2 separate regions of the Zea mays genome follow, and region 1 is linked to region 2. The links are chromatin contacts, called in public Hi-C maps. All regions are on one chromosome and are shown on one strand. The core of a region is the stretch at or near the end of the contact, and the rest is flanking DNA. Distances in the headings are between cores, read along the strand shown. Region 1 holds the start of LOC100285346 (RING-H2 finger protein ATL2L). Region 2 holds the start of LOC103626704 (protein CYPRO4-like).

What was found. A called contact is a pair of places that touch in the nucleus more often than the background predicts.
Region 1: a Hi-C map of tassel shows a contact between it and region 2, with 4 times the contacts expected there. The contact joins the promoter of LOC100285346 here to the promoter of LOC103626704 in region 2. A contact is called at or near these places in 5 of 25 Hi-C or Micro-C datasets (bundle sheath, ear, leaf and 1 more).

Annotation. Positions count from the first base shown.
Region 1 is chr5:92,090,411-92,097,342 of Zm-B73-REFERENCE-NAM-5.0, reverse strand. LOC100285346 (RING-H2 finger protein ATL2L) reads left to right here and starts at 1,850. Exons shown (of 1, transcript NM_001158238.2): 1 at 1,850-2,779. The coding sequence starts at 1,885. The coding sequence ends at 2,427.
Region 2 is chr5:91,876,824-91,884,733 of Zm-B73-REFERENCE-NAM-5.0, reverse strand. LOC103626704 (protein CYPRO4-like) reads left to right here and starts at 3,982. Exons shown (of 2, transcript NM_001346849.1): 1 at 3,982-5,784; 2 at 7,317-7,871. The coding sequence starts at 4,117. The coding sequence ends at 7,598.

The DNA.
Region 1 (6,932 bases), core at 601-3,100, 210 kb before region 2:
ACTGAGGTCATGAGTGGAGTTTCAAAAACTCCAAAAATACCATAGTTTTGGGCAAACCATGGTATATAAAACTGAGTTTTGACCGTACAAACCAAACACCTTTTGAGTTACAATACTATAGTATCATCAAATACCATAGTATTGTTTCAAAACTACAAAAACACTACAATTCCAAACAGGGCCTTAGCCTTAGTCACATTTCTTGGTAAGCCTTACACTACACTTTTCCCCACACTTGCTGAGCGATGACCGTTTGGAAGCTCATCCTTGCTATAATCGATACACAGTTTAAGAACAAGTACCATAAAAGGAGGATTATGAAGATGAGTTCAGAGTGATCTAGGCCATCGTCTCCCAGTCAACCGTGACTGTGGAGAAGTTATCTTAGTTCGGTGTATTTTATTCAATTATTTCTATAAAGACATTTCGTTACGCAATAAAGATTGTGACATTGGTTTCTATACAGTAAGTCATCATATTGTGAAATTTGATACTAACGCACATATGAGGTGCATCTGGATTTGTCCTTAAATCCGAGTCCGCAGAAGCTCGACTGACCGATATGGGGTGGCGTGTGGCTAGCTGTTCGGGGACAAGGCTTGGCCAGCTGATGGCAGGGCACGGCCGAACGGGGGCGTCAACGTAGGGCACGACCATCAGTAGGGCGCGACTAGCCATGCTCACATGGGAGTTGGGACAGGGCACAGGTGCAAGCGCAAGCGCACCCATGCCGGTGGGGGGAGCTAGGCGCGCGGGGTTGAGGTCTCGTCGGAGCGAATCGACGCTTGCGGTTTGGGCTCCAGTGGGGCTTGGCGGCTTCCCTGCGCTGGTGCATCAGAGCAAAGGGCGACAATGACGAAGGAAAAGAAGAAAGGAGTAAAATAAAAGCGAACAAATCGTTATTTCTAGGAGGAAATGTGTGTCATATTCATAAGCTATTACGTGTAGTTAACAAAGTTATATCTAATACAAAAGGACAAAAATCTCCATACAATTTATTGAGATTTTACCCATAGTTATATTATAAAATTGTGATTTTACGCATGTTGGTGTTTTCCCAGTACAAAATAGGAGGATATTTCGGACCTTTTCATCTATTGTTTTCACTTTTTATTTTTAATTAATAATTCTGATTTTCACTAACAGTGTTGAGAGAGAGACAAACAGTAGCGTTATTTTCAAACATATGAGTAAAATCATAAATTTAAAAAACAAAGGGTAAAATCATAATTGCATGGCCAGTGAGGCAGCGAGGGTAGAGTCACAATTATCGTTTATTTCTGGCGATATGGAAGGGCCGTTGAACTGTATACTTGCAGTCCTCCATCAATTTGGTGAATCTAGAGCAAAAGATCCATGGTGAAGCTAATAATGTTTGGTTAAAAATGAATCTGATTAAATTTTTGGTGAATCTCAAGCTTCCCAAAAATCAAAGGTATTCGATTTTGACTAAATATATATAACAAAATACTAATATTTATAATGAATACTTAACAGAATTAGATAGATATTTTAAATATATTTTTATAATCGAATTACTTAATAAATATTTTTATTTTTACTGTAAATTTAGCTAAACTTAAAAATAATTTTCATTAAACCTAAAGAAAATTTATCCAACACGTTTTCTATATCGGCAGTTAATAAATGATAGGGAGAATACTTTGACTCGTTTAAATAATAATAAACAAATCCTTTACAGGCGTCGAGCTCACGGGCACGGCAAACCCGCCAACGTACCGAACGCGGCCAAAATACCGTGATTGGGGAGGGTCGGCCGAGCGGAGCCCCTGCCGTTCCAAATTCCAATTCCCGTCTTCTCTCCACCGATCCCCGCAGAATATTCCATTCCAGCCAAGGACGACGATCGCCTCATCCATCCAAATGGCCACGCCTGCTCCAGCCGGCGCCGCCATGCCCGAGCTCGCCCCGGGGCAGGGAAGAGAAGCCAAGCACGGGCGCGCCGGCGGCGGGCCACGCCAGAGCGCCGGCGCGCGCCTCCTATCGCTCTCCGTGCAGGCGGCCGTGATGGCGGCCACGCTCGCGGTCTTCCTCGTCTTTGCCGCCGCGTCCGCCTTACTCCTCCTCGTCCTCGTCCTCGCCGCGCGCGCCTTCCGCCGCCACCACCGCATCACGTCGCTCGACCTTGCCCCTTCGCCGCCGCCGCCTCTACGCGCGGGGCTCTCGCCCGTCGACATCCGCCGCCTGCCGAGCTTCGCCTTCCCCTCCACGCGTGGCGGCTCCGGCGACGAGACCGCCGCCGCCTCCCCCTCGTGCGTCGTGTGCCTCGATGCCGCGCGCGCCGGGGAGCGGTGGCGCGCGATGCCGGCCTGCACGCACGCGTTCCACGCCGCCTGCGTCGACCGGTGGCTCGCCAGGACGCCTGTCTGCCCCGTCTGCCGCGCCGCCGTCGCCGTCCCGATATGAGCTAAGGCCGACGCCGCGAACCTGCCCACGCGTGCCCTTCGTCCTGGTCGTGTAGTCATGGAGGCCGATATGAGCGGTGGCTGTTGTAAAGAAGAATGCGGGGGAAAGAAAAGAATGAACCCACGAAACCTTACCATCGCAGATACAGTACTTGCTATTTTGAATGCCAAAACTCCTCCTTGGATTGCAACATGTTACTTGTACATTACATGCTGCATTGGGATCCAGCATTAGAATTGGATGATCCAGCATCAGAATTGGATTTGATGTGATACTTGTGCTAATGTGCTGTACAACGATATTGTATCGCAGTGAGGTAGAAAGATTGGAGAAATTGTTAGAACTGATGATTATACTATTGACCCATTTATTTTCCAACTGCTAACTGTTTCTTTTGGTCGTCTTTCCGTTTTGGATTACCGCTGCCAAACCGGAGCCTGTGATTTGAAGATCTCGTCCTTTCAGATCGCTCCCGTGCAATGAACCTTACATGTCCTTTGTGCAGCTCATGTTTACGTTTAACCAGTGCAACTGTGCAATGCAAGTGGTGCACCCTAGCTCGTAGTATCATGCGGACTCCATCTTGAAAGCTTCTTTGCAGACTCTCCGTCTGTCCCTTCAGGATCTGAAACCTTCAGGATTAGGGCTGGAAATGGATGTCTGGAGATTCGAATTATCCGTATTCGTATTCGCTAAAACTGCTAATATGGATATCCGTATCCGTATTCGATTTCAATATAGATGTCAAATGGATGTATTCGAATTCGATTTATAGTACTTTTCTCTATCCGATTCCATATTCGTATTCGAAAAAACCATGAAACATTCGATACTATCCGTATCCGTGAAAAAAATATGTTTCATGAAACCATTTAAAACTTAACTTTATCACTAATTACTAATTAAATTTGATTTTAAGATTAATAATATACTGGAAAAATGATACATATCATTTTAGATATTAAAAATTATTTATATGATATAAATAAATAAATATATCAACCTTATATTTCTAGTGATATTCAATAATAAAATCCAACAGGTTTCATAAACATTCAATTATAACTCTCGACTTTATCTATATAGTGAACACATTTCAATGAAGTTCTATAAACATTCAACTATCACTCTCCACTTACAATATAAAGATAAATTTCTTAATGTTTTCATTTAAGTTTTGGTACACACATTTATATAGGACATTCATTCATTTTAGAACGAAAAATTTGTTTTTATTGGTACATTTACTTTTTATATCAATTCTAATTTACTTGTATTTGTACAAATGTCACTTATTAAATATCACGTGCTGTTGTTTATCTTTTGTTACATGTTTCGATAGTTTAAAAATATTATTTATATAGTTTTGTTGACTTGGATATGAAGAATCACGAGAAATCTATTTTATTTTAAGTTTGTTTTAACTATCTATAAACTTGTACTTAAATTAAATACACATATACATATGTTAAATTTCAGGATATGATGTTTGAGTTGAATTGAGTAAATATCCGAATAAAAATTCAAATTCGACTATCCGTTTTGTATTCGTATCCGAAGATATTTGAATTCGTATCCGAATTCGAACAAAAATATGATAAACTATGACATTCGTATTCGTATCCGTGCGTATTCGATCCGTTTCCACCCCTATTCAGGATTTACTGAGCTAATTAATGCTCAGTTACCATTAATTTTCACTCCGAAGTCTAACATGGAAACGATATTATCTCTTCACACACAACCGTTGATTTTGTTTTTGAAGCATCAACTCTCAGCTGCAGACTTCCCTGCAGCTTCAGTTATCTGAACTCTCAACAGCCCCGCATCAGTATGTCACACGAGAACTAGTTTTGTACTGCCAATGATACCGTAATACTTAGGGGGTGTTTGGTTTCTAAGGACTAATGTTTAGTCCCTACATTTTATTCCATTTTAGTTCCAAAATTGTCAAATATAGAAATAAAAACTTTATTTTATTTTCTATATTTAGTAATTTATAGACTAAAAAGGAATAAAATGAAAGGACTAAATATTAGTCCTTAGAAACCAAACACCCCTTTAGTTACTATCTCGGGTCAAACTATAAAATACACGTGACATTATTCGACATTACACGATATTTGATGCGTACCTTTAAGTACAAAAATGCCTTTTAGAAAATTTTCTTTAACGTCCTTTAAATTAATTTAAGTACTAATACATTTTAGAAATATTTGATGATTAATGGCAACATAGGGTTATTATGATTAATGTGTGTTTTGCGGAGGTAAATTAAGGTTAGGTCAAGATGATGGAGATTGCTTGGGCAATTTATGGTTTTCATGTCGCTGTGTGGGCTTCATGTTTGGTCTTCAAACAATGGATGACGGCAAGGTTAAGGACAAACTAGTTCTAAATATTGTTTCCAGTTGAGAGATACTTATAGTTTAGGATTTTATTTTCTTTATTTCGTCATACTATAAATTGGGATATGAACTAGTAGCTATAAATTGGGATATGAACTAGTAGCTTGGCCTAGGAGAGTCTAATAAGTTTATTGTGGTGCTCAATAGTTGCCTTTAGCTCTAGGTAGCTCAAAGGACGTTCAAAACAAGTTCGGATCAAAACTCATTTACTTTTGTTTAAAGGCTGAAATATTAGAAGTGTTTGGAGGCATCAAATCCTCAAGTTGATGTGTCGGACTTGTCGGTGTTTGGTACCAGTGACACACTAAAGGGTATCCCGTGTAGTGCTTTTAGGAGGACAGCGAGGTCGATCACAGCTCGATGGTTTGTGCTAGGCACGACAGGACACATAGGATTATACAGGTTCGGGTCGCTCAAGTGTGTAACACCCTACGTCATGTGAGCTTGTGGAGGTGTGTTGCTATGAGTTCTCGGTTATAGAGAGTTCTCCCCCACTGTCTTATTCCCGATATAAGAGGAGTTACACAAACGATGCGGTGAACGTTCTCAGTCCACCCACGTCTACGAAAATCATGCCTACTTGCCTAGAGGTTAGCGAGTCTTCATAGAGCTCGCACATCCTCTGCATGCACGGAATGTGGCCCATGCGTCTTCGCACCCACGCAATCACCTTCCTCGCCCGTTTCTGGTTACGCCCAACTGATGTCCCCTAAAGGCTACGGCCCCGGGCCATCGAGGGCCTTTCTGATGGCCCATAGAACATATCTAGGTCATGGTAAATGAGGAGATATATATCCCCACAAGCCTCGACGCTCAAACCAATTTTTTAGGATAATTGGCTCAAGGCTCCAAGAATGAGTTCTAATCTTGGGGATGTATCTAGTCGAGTCAATTAATTGCCTTTCTTGGATATAATTTCTTTCTGATACCCTGATCCATAGGTGCACCCAATAAATGTAGCCTCTGAGCTTTGAGCTGACTTGACAGCAATCAACTCGAAGGTACCAAAAATCTTTCTAGACTAATCTGTTCTGCTTGTCTTGCACTGGATTAATTGTTAACTTCTCATAAAGAAAATCCGGCCAAAGCCTGTCTGAATAGAAACGACCGACTAAAGTCGTTCTGGTGGAATTCTATGAGTTCAACCGACTAAAGTCCTGCCAAGTGCAATCTGTCTGACTGAAGTCTGATGAATGCACCCGACTAAAATCGGTCGAATGAAGCCCAATTAACTGCAATATGCTTTACTGAAGTTTATTTCGTGCGAAAAATCCTTATGCTTATTTGCAAAAAAAAATCTATAGAAAATCTAACATGGAGCACCCAATGAGTGTGTTTGCCATATTTTCCAGAAAACAGTGCCCTGAGTTGAGATGGCATCAAGATGCAAGTAACTGATCTCTGATGTCATGTTTGTTAGAAATGTGCCGTTCTTGGAAACCAAAACAACTATTTGATTATTTTGGCAAAAAAATGACGACGCTTCGTACGGTCCGGAGACGAAGGGGCACCGGTTCTCCTTAATAAATATGACAATATGTGGTGTTGCCTTCATAACTTGCTCTGTTCTTACTTTCTTGAACACTCCTCCATCTGCTGAAGAGAAACCCCACTAGTTGAGCGCCATGGCTGGTCCAAACAAGCGGAAGCGAGAGCCGATTCCACACTCTGAATCATCCGGAGATTCAGAGTACTCCGAAGAGGAGTTCTCCGACTCCGATGGCGATAGCTCTCCACCTCCCCTCCACGATCGCCACCGACCGACTCTGTTGACTCCCTGGGGCTCTCCCCGAGCGAGCCTTTATCAAGGCCGTGGAACGCCCTGTCCTCACTGTCTCAGATGAGTCAGACAAGATCAAGGAGGAAAGCTCAGAGGAGTAAAAGGAGAAGGATGAGGACAAGGACGAGGAGCACGGAGACGACAGTGGCAAGGGCGATAGCAACAACAACGACGGCAACAGCAAGGGCAGTAATAGCGGTGGCGGTGGCAAGGGTGGCCGCAGCAGGGGTGGTAAAGATGGCCGCAGCATCGGTTGCAACGTGCCATTGGCTTAATTAGTGTAATGTAGTAGTAGTATAACAACAGTAGTATGTGTA
Region 2 (7,910 bases), core at 2,733-5,232:
TGTATATCCAGGATTACCACGAATTAGTTGAACTTGAGTAGGGTTAAGGAAAATAAGTGATCTTAGAATAACCTTAACCATCTCGTGGTCATCCCACTTTTTGCTCCCGAGGTTGCGCACTTGGTTCACCAAGGTTTTGAGCCGGTTGTACATGTCTTGTGGCTCTTCCCCTTTGCGAAGCCAGAAGCGATCGAGCTCCCCCTCGATCGTCTCCCGCTTGGTGATCTTAGTTAGCTCATCCCCCTCGTGTGCGGTCTTGAGTACGTCCCAAACTTCCTTGGCGCTCTTTAATCCTTGCACCTTGTTATACTCCTCTCGACTTAGAGAGGCGAGGAGTATCGTTGTGGCTTGGGAGTTGAAGTGCTCGATTTGGGCCACCTCGTCCTCATCAAAATCCTCATCCCCTACGGATGGTACCTGTACACCAAACTCAACAACATCCCATATACTTTTGTGGAGTGAGGTTAGGTGAAACCGCATTAAATCACTCCACCTTGCATAATCTTCACCATCAAAAGTTGGTGGTTTGCCTAATGGGACAGAAAGTAAAGGCGTATGTTTAGGAATGCGAGGGTAGCGTAGGGGGATCTTACTAAACTTCTTGCGCTCATGGCGCTTAGAAGTTACGGAGGGCGCGTCGGAGCCGAAGGTGGAAGGTGATGAAGTGTCGGTCTCGTAGTAGACCACCTTCCTGATCTTCTTTATCTTGTCGCCACTCCGATGCGACTTGTGGGAAGAGGCTTTCTTCTCCTTCCCCTTTCCCTTTTTGCGGGACTCTTCCGATGAAGCCTTCCCGTGGCTTGTAGTGGGCTTGTCGCCGGTCTCCATCTCCTTCTTGGCGTGTTCTCCCGACATCACTTCGAGCGATTAGGCTCTAATGAAGCACCGGGCTCTGATACCAATTGAAAGTTGCCTAGAGGGGGGGTGAATAGGGCGAAACTGAAATTTACAAAGTTAATTACAACTACAAGCCGGGTTAGCGTTAGAAATATAATCAAGTCCGCGAGAGGGGGTGCAAAACAAATCGCAAGCGAATAAAGAGTGTGACACGCGGATTTGTTTTACCGAGGTTTGGTTCTCGCAAACCTACTCCCCGTTGAGGAGACCACAAAGGTCGGGTCTTTTTCAACCCCTTTCGTCTCTCAAACGGTCTCTCGGACCGAGTGAGCTTTCTCTTCTCAAATCAACCGGGAACAAAACTTCCCCGCAAGGACCACCACACAATTGGTGTCTCTTGCCTCGGTTACAAGTGAGTATTGATCTCAAGAAAGAATGAGAAAGAAGAAAGCAATCCAAGCGCAAGAGCTCAAAAGAACACAACAAATCACTCTCACTTAACACTAAAGCTTTTGTGGAATTGGGAGAGGATTTGATCACTTGGGTGTGTCTTGTATTGAATGCCTAGCTCTTGTAAGTAGTTGGAAGGTGGAAAACTTGGATGACTTGAATGTGGGGTGGTTGGGGGTATTTATAACCCCAACCACCAAACTAGCCGTTTGGTGGAGGCTGTCTGTCGCATGGTGCACCGGACAGTCCGGTGCACACCGGACAATGTCCGGTGCGCCAGCCACGTCACCAGGCCGTTGGGTTCCGACCGTTGGAGCTCTGACTGCAGGGCCCGCCCGGATGTCCGGTGGCACACCGGACATGTACTGTAGAGTGTCCGGTGCGCCGTCTCGCGCGTGCCTGACTTATGCGCGCTCTGGCGCGCATTAAATGACTCTGCAGGTGACCGTTGGCGCGAAGTAGTCGTTGCTCCGCTGGCTCACCGAACAGTCCGGTGTACACCGGACATGTCCGGTGAATTATAGCGGAGCGAATTCCCGAAGCTGGCGAGTTCAGAGTCGCTTCATTCCTGGAGCACCGGACACTGTCCGGTGTACACCGGACAGTCCGGTGAATTATAGCGGAGTGCCTCTGAATTTTCCCGAAGGTGAAGAGTTTGACTTGGAGTCCCCTGGTGCACCGGACACTGTCCGGTGTGCCAGACCAGGGCAGCCTTCGGTTATCCCTTGCTCTCTTTGTTGAACCCAATTCTTGGTCTTTTTATTGGCTAAGTGTGAACCTTTGGCACCTGTATAACTTATACACTAGAGCAAACTAGTTAGTCCAATTATTTGTGTTGGGCAATTCAACCACTAAAATCAATTAGGAACTAGGTGTAAGCATAATTCCCTTTCACAAATCACTATATCATATGACCTAGAAGATCATGATTATTTATATTATATAACTGGAGTCTACAGTAGATTTCAAGTAGAATTTAAGTGTCCTCGCATTACCATCAAATGTAGTAGCTAATTTCAATGGTTTCGGCCTCTCCTATATAGGGGCAAATTAAAAGGTAACGACAACTTGAAACAGGGGCGAATTTAGAGGGGTTTATCGGGCTCAGCCGACCCCGATAAATTTTATAAACCCTTTAGCAAAACACTGTTAAAATTTATAAAAATTTGTATAATATAGTAAAGCTACTCTTAATGACACCGACAATATTTTTTGCTAGATTCGCTGCTGACTTGAAAGAAGAAAGAAAGTAGCATTCACTTAGACATTAAGAAATAACACGACTTGTTTGCTGGAAGAATCGATTCCTGAAAATGAGCGCCTGACCCCAAAGTACAAACAACTACATATGAAAAGATAGAGCATAAAAAAGAGATCAAAAAATTAGAATGCAAGTCCAAATAGATGCAATGATAGAGGTGGATATTAAGCCAAAACACTGGACTGATATAGCAATGTAACTATAGCAATTAAGGACTTTCAACTTTTATGCAATATCCATTTTAACATAGCTTTTAAAGGACCATTTGCAATATAAAATCATACAGTATCCTTTTAAGTGAGCAGGGAGCATGGAAACACACATTAAAGACTTAGAAAAGTTTCTTGCCCATAGTATTTTAAACATGAATTAGAAATGCCTTCAGAAGCCAATCCAATAAGATAAAATAGAGTAGTTAATCCGTAATTATATAAAAAATGGAGTATCTCCTGCAGGTGACCAAAGGAAGAAAGGTTAGTAATAACTCTTTCCTTCTATGAATATATTGTACCATAGACTCACCTTTTTTAGCGGTAAAAAAATCTCCCTTCCCTTTGGAAATATTATATCTCAATCTCATTTTGTATGAGAGAAAACGTCATCTAAAAAGGTAGGATTCAGCATACACAAATATGAAAGAAACATATTTACTGGAAGTGTACGGACGAATGGATGGGGGTTCTCGGTTGGGGCAGCAAAAGGCTAAGGTATGTGGATAGTAAACTGTCTTAGATTTTGCAATATTTTAGAAAAAAAACACATAGAGTTTGAAATATTTTAGAAAAAAAGGAGAAAAAGCATGCATGCTTGCTGTTGTAGATGGTTAGTACAACGCGAAACTAAAAGTTATAGCTGTACTAACATTGAGTTTTTGCAAAGTAAAAATCAGAGAAATGAATGAATCACGCATGGAAGCTACAGTAAGCAACAAAAAAGGAAAAAAATGAAGACAACAGATCTCTTTACCTTAGAAAGCGACAGTCAGACGAAGCAGAGGCCAATGGAAGCAGCTGCGCTGCCGCTGTCGTCCTCGACAGCGTCGTCACCTCCTGCTATGATACCGTCAAGAAGACGTGCAAGCGGCAACAAAGACGTGGTCAAGATCCCCCCTCTTTAATACAATCTAGGACAGCACAGGAGATGAAGCGGTAAGAGACATGTGTACGGCGATGATTTTTTTTGGTGACGTGACGCAATGTATAGCGAGGAGGCTGCATCAGTTTAATAAGAAGAAATAGCTGTTTTTTAGAAAAAAAAGTAATCTCTTGCCTCTGAGTTCAGACCATGGAACAGTTGGTGCGAGTAAGAGTCAGTGACGGTGCTAGTGCTATGGATCTTCAATTTGAAAATTTTGAATCAGTGAAGTGTGCAACGGCCGTTCGTCTCCTATTCTATTCATTTCCCAGATCTCTCCCACTAGTCCCCAACCTGCAGACTGCAGTCGCAGCGCAAAACGGCCAAAGGGCCCCATTTCTCCCATCACCTCTCCCAAATTCAAATTCCCGCACGCTCCTCCTCCCCTCCCCCAATCTCACCTCCTCGCCGAAACCCTATCAGCCTCCGCCGCCATGGGGGGCTCGCACAGCCGCGAGGACCTCGACCTATCCGATTCCGACTCCGACGACGCCGAGTCCCGGGCCTCCGACAATTCCTCCGACTACGGCACGCCTACCCCGGCATCTGCCTCCTCCAAGTTGGCCAGCGGCGCAGGGGCGGCGGCCACGCCCGCCTCCATCGACGCCATCGACCGCCACCTCCGCCAGCTCCACCTCAAGTACAACGAGCCCATCTCCCCGAACCCTAGCCCCGGGCTCACCCTCAGCGCCAACCCCGCCGCGCTCAACGCCGTCAAGCTATACCTCCACATCGGCGGCTCCTCCCCCTCCGCCAAGTGGATCGTCTCCGACAGCCTCGCCGCCGCCTCCTTCGTACGCACCGGCGACGACGAGGACGACGACGCGCCCGCCGGCGGGCCGTGGTGCCTCGTCGTGGGCTCGAAGATCCAGGCCAGGGTCGGGCCCGAGCTGCAGCTCAAGACCTTCCCCGCGCAGCGTCGGGTGGATTTCGTCGCCGACGGCGTATGGGCGCTTAAGTTCCGCCACGCTGACGGCTTCGGTGACTTCTGCGCGAAGTACCACAGCTGTATGTTTGAGAACAGCTACGGCGTCGCCGCCACGGACGAGGGCCGCGCCAAGGTGTTTGGGAAGGACTTCGCGGCGTGGGCGCGCCCGGAGGACGGCGACGAGTCGATATGGGAGGACGCCACCGACGGCTTCTTCTCTCCGGGTCCCAAGGGCAGCCCGATGCCCCCGCGGACACCAGTACTGAAGCCTTTGTTAGAGGATCTGCGCGAGTTTGAGGAGCCTGTTGAGGAAGGCAGCGGAATTAACAGTCTTGCGCTTGGCGCACTGGATAACAGTTTCCTCGTTGGAGACAAAGGCATTGAGGTCGTGAGGAATTTCGAGCATGGGATACACGGCAAGGGCATGTCCGTGAAGTTTTCTGGAGGGAGCACAAACTTCTCGACACCGAAAAAGGCTCTTCTTATGCGGGCCGAGACTAACATGCTCCTGATGAGCCCAGCCACTGATGGAAAGCCACATGCCAAGGGGGTGCATCAATTTGATATCGAGACGGGGAAGGTGGTTTCAGAATGGAAGTTTGAGAAGGATGGAGCGGATATTAACATGAGGGATATCACGAATGATAGCAAAGGTGCCCAGTTGGATCCATCCGAATCCACCTTCTTGGGACTGGATGACAACCGGTTGTGCCGGTGGGATATGAGAGATCGCAGGGGCATTGTACAGAACTTGGCAAGTGCAACTGAGTCGCCAGTATTGCAATGGACTCAGGGGCATCAGTTTTCCCGGGGGACAAACTTCCAGTGCTTCGCTTCAACTGGTGATGGTTCGATTGTTGTTGGATCATTGGATGGGAAGATCCGCTTGTATTCTAAGAGTTCTATGAGGATGGCAAAGACAGCCTTTCCTGGGTTGGGTTCACCCATTACCCATGTCGACGTGACATATGATGGGAAGTGGATTCTTGGGACAACAGATACATACCTGATTCTTATATGCACCATCTTCATTGACAAAGATGGAAAGGAGAAGACCGGGTTTAGTGGGAGAATGGGGAACCGAATTGCTGCTCCAAGGCTGCTGAAGCTCAACCCACTGGATTCTCATCTAGCAGGAGCAAACAGCAGGTTCAGGGAGGGCAGATTCTCATGGGTGAGTATATATTGCCACTTTTGTTATGAATTTGGTCACATTTACTATTGTACACCATACAAACGATAATGCACTTATTTGGTAGCATTTTGGCAGTCTGCGTGATCAAAACTGACAGCATTGGTTAAACTGCTATAGTTAGTGATGTGCAATTATTATCAATTTATATGGTCTATTGCTTCATCCTGTGACATATAGAAGTGGTTAAATTATATTGGTCGCAGATGCTGTTATCTGGCCTTTGGCTATAATGTTTAGGCTTTCCCCCCTGTTTAATTCTTATTATATTCTTGATTTTTAGTACATGTCATCTGCAGTTTTGCTGTTGTGTGCCATACTGCCATTCTTCTGATAATGTTAAACATTGGCTACTATAGGATGCCTTGACCAATGCATGTCAGTTACTATGCTACTAAGGGGTCTTGCTTTTTATAGTCTTATTACAAATGGTTACCAGGTTTCAGTTGTCATGAAAATTTAGTATGCTAGAAAAATAGTGTTACATTGCATAATACTGCTAAACACATTCAATTAAGTTTTGATTCTAATATCATTTAGATCACCATTATCAAACTACTAGAGTCATGTATCTCCCACTAACTTTGTTTCTTGATTGAGTTTACTACTGAGCACCTCGGATCCACAATCCAATTTGGGGTTGATAACCTGTGCATGCATGTGGTGAACGCATTGTTAAGAAACCACCTTGTATGCCTATACCATTTGGGTGTCGTTCAGTGGTTCATGTTCAGTGTTATTAAAACTACGTTTAAACGATGTTTAAACTACGTTTATACGTCAAAACTCTAATTAGAGGTTGAAACCACGTTTTAGCGTTCTAAACTGTAAAACACAGTGTTTTATGTATTTTAGACCATTAGCTACTTTTGGGTCCAGTCTATTAGTTACTTTTGAGATTCAATCCAGCTCATGGGTGAAGTTTTGGTAAGCCACTAACCTCTCTATTTTGGTATTTAGCTTCATATTATTGTCTGAAATTATGATGTATTGGTATTTTTCCTGTGTTGTTTAAAACTACGTTTAAACAAAGTTTAGACGTTTAAAATTCAAAATTTGACCCATGAGCGTTCCAACGTTTTACCGTTTTAATAACCTTCATGTTGTTTGAGCTGTTTTGAAACTATTAATATGCTGTGAACTTTAAATTTATGGTTCTAAGATAAACTAGAATTTTATGCTAACGAAACATAGCTGTATCTAGTAAGCTGCAGCGATCTATATGTGTCTGACTGCAGGGACTATTAATCAAATGTTAGGGCTGGTTTGGTGACCAAGGTCCTGGGAATTGGAAAGGATCCATGGGGGAGGAACCCGTTTGCCATTCAAAATTGAAGGATTCCTCTCCAAGGATCCCCTCCAATTCTCTAAGCACCAAATTCAGCCAAATTCAGCGCTTTATGTATTTCCGGCAGCTAGAAATATCCCAAACTCTATTCTCTGATTAACAAAAACCCATTACCCACCAGCATGAGCATTCGTTGACATTTGATCCTCATCCGATGATTGCGCAGGTGACAGAGAACGGGAAGCAGGAGCGGCATCTAGTGGCCACGGTGGGGAAGTACAGCGTGGTGTGGAACTTCTTGCAGGTGAAGAACAGCCACCACGAGTGCTACCAGTACCAGGAGGGGCTTAAGACCTGCTATTGCTACAAGGTGATCCCCAAGGACGAGTCGATTGTGGCCAGCCGCTTTATGCACGACAGGTATTCGGTCAGCGACTCCCCGGAGGCTCCACTGGTGGTGGCTACCCCTATGATGGTCACCTCCTTCAGCATATCAAGCGGTCACTAGCTCTGTGCTGCGCCTATGAAGCTCAACCTCCTTCAGCATATCAAGCAGTCACTGGCTCCGTGCTGCTAACTTCTCAGCATGATTGCTAGGGTCGGTTGATTGCTTCTAATGTTGGGGTGTAACATCATACTAATAGATGAATCTTGTTTTGTTTCCTTTTCTTGGTGGACTATATATGATAATCTCATCATAATTTGTCGGAGAACCAAAATATATGTTTGTTGACCAACTTTGTGCTTGTTTTTTTATATATATTGTGACTCTTTTGATGCTGTTAGTCGTGTTTATGTTTATGAAATCAACTAGGAAAAG